2 separate regions of the Nomascus leucogenys genome follow, and region 2 is linked to region 1. A link is a contact called in public Hi-C data. All regions are on one chromosome and are shown on one strand. The core of a region is the stretch at or near the end of the contact, and the rest is flanking DNA. Distances in the headings are between cores, read along the strand shown. Region 1 holds the start of LOC115833043. Region 2 holds the start of MORN1 (MORN repeat-containing protein 1).

Region 1 (2,952 bases), core at 182-2,681:
TCGCTCGCTCACTCCCTCACTCTCTATCCCACTCCCATTCACCCTCTCACTCCCTCACTCTCTATCCCACTCCCATTCGCCCTTTCACTCCCTCACTCTCTATCCCACTCCCATTCGCCCTCTCACTCCCTCACTCTTTATCCCACTCCATTCACCCTCACTCCCTCTATCCCACTCCCTCACTCTCTATCCCACTCCATTTACCCTCACTCCCTCACTCTATCCCACTCCCATTCCCCCTCACTCCCTCTCTCTATCCCACTCCATTTACCCTCTCACTCCCTCTCTATCCCACTCCCATTTCCCCTCTCACTCCCTCACTCTATCCCACTCCCATTCACCCTCACACTCCCTCTATCCCACTCCCATTCCCCCTCTCACTCCCTCACTCTCTATCCCACTCCATTTACCCTCTCACTCCCTCTCTATCCCACTCCCAATTCGCCCTCTCACTCCCTCTCTATCCCACTCCCATTCGCCCTCTCTCTCCCTCACTCTCTATCCCACTCCCATTCACCCTCTCACTCCCTCACTCTATCCCACTCCATTTGCCCTCTCACTCCCTCTCTATCCCACTCCCATTTCGCCCTCTCGCTCCCTCACTCTCTATCCCACTCCCATTCACCCTCTCACCCCCTCACTCTCTATCCCACTCCATTTACCCTCACTCCCTCTATCCCACTCCCATTCGCCCTCTCCCTCCCTCACTCTCTATCCCACTCCCACTCCCATTCACCCTCTCACTCCCTCACTCTCTATCCCACTCCATTCACCCTCTCATTCCCTCACTCTCTTTTTTTTTTTATTTTTGAGACGGAGTCTCACTCTGTCGCCCAGGCTGGAGTGCAGTGGCGCAATCTCGGCTCACTGCAAGCTCCGCCTCCTGGGTTCACGCCATTCTCCTGCCTCAGCCTCTCTTTGAGTAGCTGGGACTACATGCGCCCACCACCACGCCCGGCTAATTTTTTTGTATTTTTAGTAGAGACGGGGTTTCACCGTGGTCTCGATCTCCTGACCTCATGATCCGCCCACCTCGGCCTCCCAAAGTGCTGGGATTACAAGCGTGAGCCACCGCGCCCGGCCATCACTCCGTCACTCTCTATCCCACTCCCATTCGCCCTCTCACTCCCTCAATCTCTGTCCCACTCCATTTACCTTCTCACTCCCTCACTCTCTAACCCACTCCCATTCACCCTCTCGCTCCCTCACTCTAACCCACTCCCATTCACCCTCTCGCTCCCTCTCTATCCAACTCCCATTCACCCTCTCTCCCTCGCTAACCCACTCCCATTCACTCATTCACTCACTCACTCTCTAGCCCACTTTTTTTTTGAGACGGAGTCTCGCTCTGTTGCCCAGGCTGGAGTGCAGTGGCGCGATCTCGGCTCACTGCAACCTCTGACTCCCTGGTTCAAGCTATTCTCCTGCCTCAGTCTCCTGAGTAGCTGGGACTACAGGCACACACCACCCTGCCCAGCTAATTTTGTTTTTTGTTTTGAGACAGAGACTGGCTCTGTCTCCCAGGCTGAAGTGCAGTGGCGCGATCTCAGCTCACTGCAAGCTCCACCTCCCAGGTTCACACCATTCTCCCACCTCAGCCTTCCGAGTAGCTGGGACTACAGGCATCCACCACGACGCCTGGCTCATTGTTTTTTTATTTTTAGTAGAGACGGGGTTTCACCGTGTTAGCCAGGATGGTCTCGATCTCCTGACCTCGTGATCCGCCCGCCTTGGCCTCCCAAAGTGCTGGGATTACAGGCATGAGCCACCACGCCCGGCCCTCTGTAGCCCACTCATTCACTCACTCCCTCGCTCTCTAACCCACTCCTGCTCACTCATTCACTGGCTCACTCTCTAACCCACTTTCCCTTTCTCATTCCCTTGCTTGTTCTCTAGCCCACCCTCACACACTCATTCACTGGCCCACCCCTTAGGTGTGTGCTCCTGTGCCAAGACTGAGATCCAGCTGTCACAACAGGCACCCACTGACCCCAGCCTCGTGGAGCCACCATTCACCAGGCTTGAGGGGAGGATGTCACATTGCCCTGCTCCCTTCAGTGCCAGCCAGGATAGGGCCGGGTGGGTGCAGCTGGTGAAAAGAAATGCGGCCCCCCAGCCACCCTCCGAGGCCCCCAGCCCCTGCAGACCAAGCCGAACAGCACAGCTCACAGGCGTATCACAGGGCACCCAGCAGCCGCCTTCCCTCCAGAAGAGCCAAGAAGGCTCCCAAGACCAGAAACGCCCCCAGTGTGGCCGTGCCTGTCCCCAGTGCCCCGCCGGCTGGGGGGCAGCATGCCCAAACAGATGCACCCTGCCCATGATGGCACCACAGGGACTCCCATTCTCAGGACCCTCCAGTCGTGCAAGCTGGAATTGACGGGTTTCTGCCTGTATAGGCATCAGCTTCGGAATCTCAGGTGCTGCTTGGCAGGAAAATGCACGGCAGGAGGGGCTGGGCCTTTGCTCGAGGCTCCTGGGCTCACCCCCCATTCTCCACTGCGGGGCCCAGGGTGGTCAAGAACAGCCACAACAACAACAAAAGCCAAACTGGGAACGGAATCATGGAAAAAACCCTCACAGGCTTTTGGGAACTTACAAAGAAATGCCCACATCCATTCTACTAACATGGCATCTACTAACGTAGCATCTACTAATGTGGCATCTACTAGGACGCCACAAAACAGACAAATCCTTCCACGTAAGGCTGGACACGTCAGGGCTGTGGCCGTCTCAAAGCTGGGCCACAGGCAGCATCCACGGCCAGTCCACTGGGTGGAGGAGACAGTGCTGGGGAGGAGCCTGAGGAGGGGCCAGGGCTGTCCCCTTAGGCAGAACGGCCCACCTGTGGTATGCGCACAGCAGGGTTGTGGGGACACAAGATGCCCCCTTCATTCATCAGTTACTTGTATTCTTCCTATGAAACACTTCCCGATAAAATGTGAAAAGGGGCAT
Region 2 (2,952 bases), core at 207-2,706, 210 kb before region 1:
AGTGTAAGACTCCCTATGTGCCTTGTTCCAGGGCCCGTCACTTTCATCCACATCTGTGGTCCATCACTATGCGCGTGGAAAGGATGAAGTCCTCGGCCTGGCGTTCGGGAGCACTGAAGTCTGGGATGAAGTCCTCGGCCTGGCGTTCGGGAGCACTGACAGTCTGGCTCCCACCTTTCTCTTCACGTCCCCATCCCCAATTCCTCCGGGACTAAGAAAGCCCCCGGCTGCCGTGCACCAAGCTTCACGCCTCTGGTGTTGTTCAGTCCTCTGAAATGCCCTCCCAGACCCCGTCTCTTCCTTCTTCCCAAGACCACATTCCAGCCTGGGCTCCTCCCTCCTCTGGGCCTGACCATCTTACATCTCCACCTGGCTCTGACACACTGTAACCGCCGTCGCCGTCACCTCAGGCATACGGCAGAAGCCATGTGAGAGTCTGAATTACTAAGAACCCTTTATCCACTTACGGGGATAACTGCATCTTCCTGGGAAATGTCAACTCAACTAAAAATAAAGTGCTTCCAAGACTAGCGGCCAGTCTCTACTCTTCATAAAGGGAAAAGGGCGAAAGCCCACTGAAGGTACTTAGGCTGAAAGCAGCCCTCTGTGCTGTAAGACACCTGGCAGAGAAACGAACGATAACTTTATCAGTGGGGCCACAGACCAGTACTAAGTCAGCCTGGAGAATTTATGATTTTATTGCCTATTTAGAATACGATCAAAACCGATGTAACTAGTTTCCCTTCAGCCCGTCAGTAACGCCTTCACCCCAGAGCTTAACACTAAATCCTACAGATAAGCGCTGACCTGGACGCAGGATGGGGAGAGGGCACATTACTCTCGAATACAGCCCAACTCGCAGCGCTGTGGGGGCGGCGACTGCTCGCTTCCCCCAGATGCCCAGCAGGGGAAGCGGACGAGACGCGGCCCAGGTGGCTCGAGGGCTGCAGCCCCCGCCCGGCCCCTCTCCCGCTCCCCCGACCCTCGCAGGCCCCAGGGCTCGGCCGGCACCTCCAGGCCCCTCTCCACCGCACCCCCCAACACCCCGTCCCGGGCCCGGCCCCGAGGCGCGACCCGTACCCCTCAGGGCCGCGGGTCAGGAACACGGTCCCCGCGGCCACCCGGGCCCCGACGGCCCTCCCCGCCCGGCCCTCAGCGCGGCCCCGCCCGCCCGCGGCCTTGACAGCCCGGAAGGAGCGGAGGCGGCGCTGCCCGGCCGTTCCCGCGCCACGCAGCCCTTCCTGGCACCTCGCAGCTCCGCTACGGCCGAGCCGCGGTCTCCCTGACGGCCGCGGGAAGGAGGACGGCGGGGCAGGGGCGGCCGCAGGCGCTGCGCTCCGGCTCCGGGAAGCTGCAGCGAGCACTTCCGCTCCGTCCTCCGCGGCACCGCCTCCAGGGCCCCCAAGATGGCGCGAGGGCGGGGCCAAGGGCTCCAACCATTTCCGCTTCCTGCGCAGACGCGCAGGCCGTTGGCGGGCGGGCCTCTCGGCGGAAGAGACGACAGCGGCGGAAACGCGCACAGGCGCAGCTGCGTCCTCTGGCCCCGGGCCCGGCTAGCTTCGCTCCAGAGATTGCGCGGGCTCAGGGACTAGGCCCGTGGCCACACACCCCCCTTGCGACAAAGACCAATGGAAGCGGGCGTTGCTGGTCGCTAAGGGAACCCCCGGCGGCAAGATGGCGGCGGCTGGCGAGGGCACCCCGAGCTCCCGCGGGCCGCGCCGGGACCCACCGAGGCGGCCGCCCCGGGACGGTAACGACTGCGGGCCCCGGGCAGGTCGCCGGCAGCCCTGGGTTCCGTTCGGGGTGCGATCGCTCTACGCCTTCGACCCCCAAATGCTCACCTCTGAAAGTAGAGGTCCAGGTGCCGCGGCGGAGCCAGGGCCGCCCTCACATCCCCCACTCCCACAGGACTCGCCGTGCGCCTCCTCGGGCCCGGCTCGCACCTTTCCCCGAGCCCTCCTCCCGCAGCAGGCCAAGCCCTGCAGGGGGTCGCCCCCGCGGGCTCCAGCAGGGAAGACCGGGTTCCGGCGCAGCCTCACAGCCAGCCGGACCTGGGGTTGCCATGGGGATCCCGAAGCCCAGGACGTGGGGCGAGGGCAGGCGCAGGAGCAGCACCAAGCCTCCTGACTTCCTGGCCGGTGCGGTCCAGAAACGCTAGGACGCGTTTCAAAAGCAGTTTTTGCCTGTACTCCCAGCACTTTGGGAGGCCGAGGCGGGTGGATCGCCTGAGGTCAGGAGTTCGAGACCAGTGTGGCCAACATGGCGAAACCCCGTCTCTACTAAAAAAATACAAAAATTGGCCGGGCGTGGTGCCTTCTGTAGTTCCGGCTACTCGGGAGGCTGAGGCAGGAGAATCGCTTGAACCCAGGAAGTGGAGGTTGCAGTGAGCCGAGATCGCGCTACTGCACCCCAGCCTGGGCGACAGAGTAAGACTCAGTCTCAAAAAAAAAAAAAAAGATCAGGTTTTGATAGGCACTGTTTTTAGAATCAAATAAACGGGTCTGGAATGAACTCAGAACTAACACTAGTATCTTCAGGTAGAACCTGACCCTGATTTGGGACAGATAACAGTAGCCTGTGGTAACCCCCTGCCCTCCTCCCCGACATTTTCCCGTAAACTCTGCCCCCAAGATGTGCCTGGGGAACTGGTGGGGAGGGAGCCCTGCCCATTCCAGGAACTGCGGGAATTGGCGGGTGGCACATCCAGCAACTAGGAAGAGATGAAGCCGGTCAGGCCGTCCTTGGGTATGAGTGTGGATTTTCTCCCCAGGGATAGGAGGCCACTGAAGGGCCACAGCAGGGGATGGGAGAGTCTGCTCCTCCCCTGTGTGCCTCACTGACACTGCCGCTCTGCCTTCCCCTGGCTCACTCATCTCCTGCAACAAGGCTCCCAACCTGCCCCTCACCACCTCCCGAGCACTTCTGCTCTCTCAAGGACCTGCACTTGTTTCA

The links. A called contact is a pair of places that touch in the nucleus more often than the background predicts.
Region 2: a Hi-C map of an unstated tissue shows a contact between it and region 1, with 3 times the contacts expected there. The contact joins the promoter of MORN1 here to the promoter of LOC115833043 in region 1. A contact is called at or near these places in 3 of 4 Hi-C or Micro-C datasets (a lymphoblastoid cell line and an unstated tissue).

What each region holds. Positions count from the first base shown.
Region 1 is chr24:3,199,508-3,202,459 of Asia_NLE_v1, reverse strand. LOC115833043 reads left to right here and starts at 1,431. Exons shown (of 1, transcript XM_030805764.1): 1 at 1,431-2,952. The coding sequence starts at 2,293. The region is part of intron 16 of PRKCZ (protein kinase C zeta type); the gene reads right to left.
Region 2 is chr24:3,407,051-3,410,002 of Asia_NLE_v1, reverse strand. MORN1 (MORN repeat-containing protein 1) reads left to right here and starts at 1,456. Exons shown (of 14, transcript XM_030805374.1): 1 at 1,456-1,750. The coding sequence starts at 1,675. RER1 (protein RER1) reads right to left here and starts at 1,438. Exons shown (of 7, transcript XM_030805382.1): 1 at 1,249-1,438.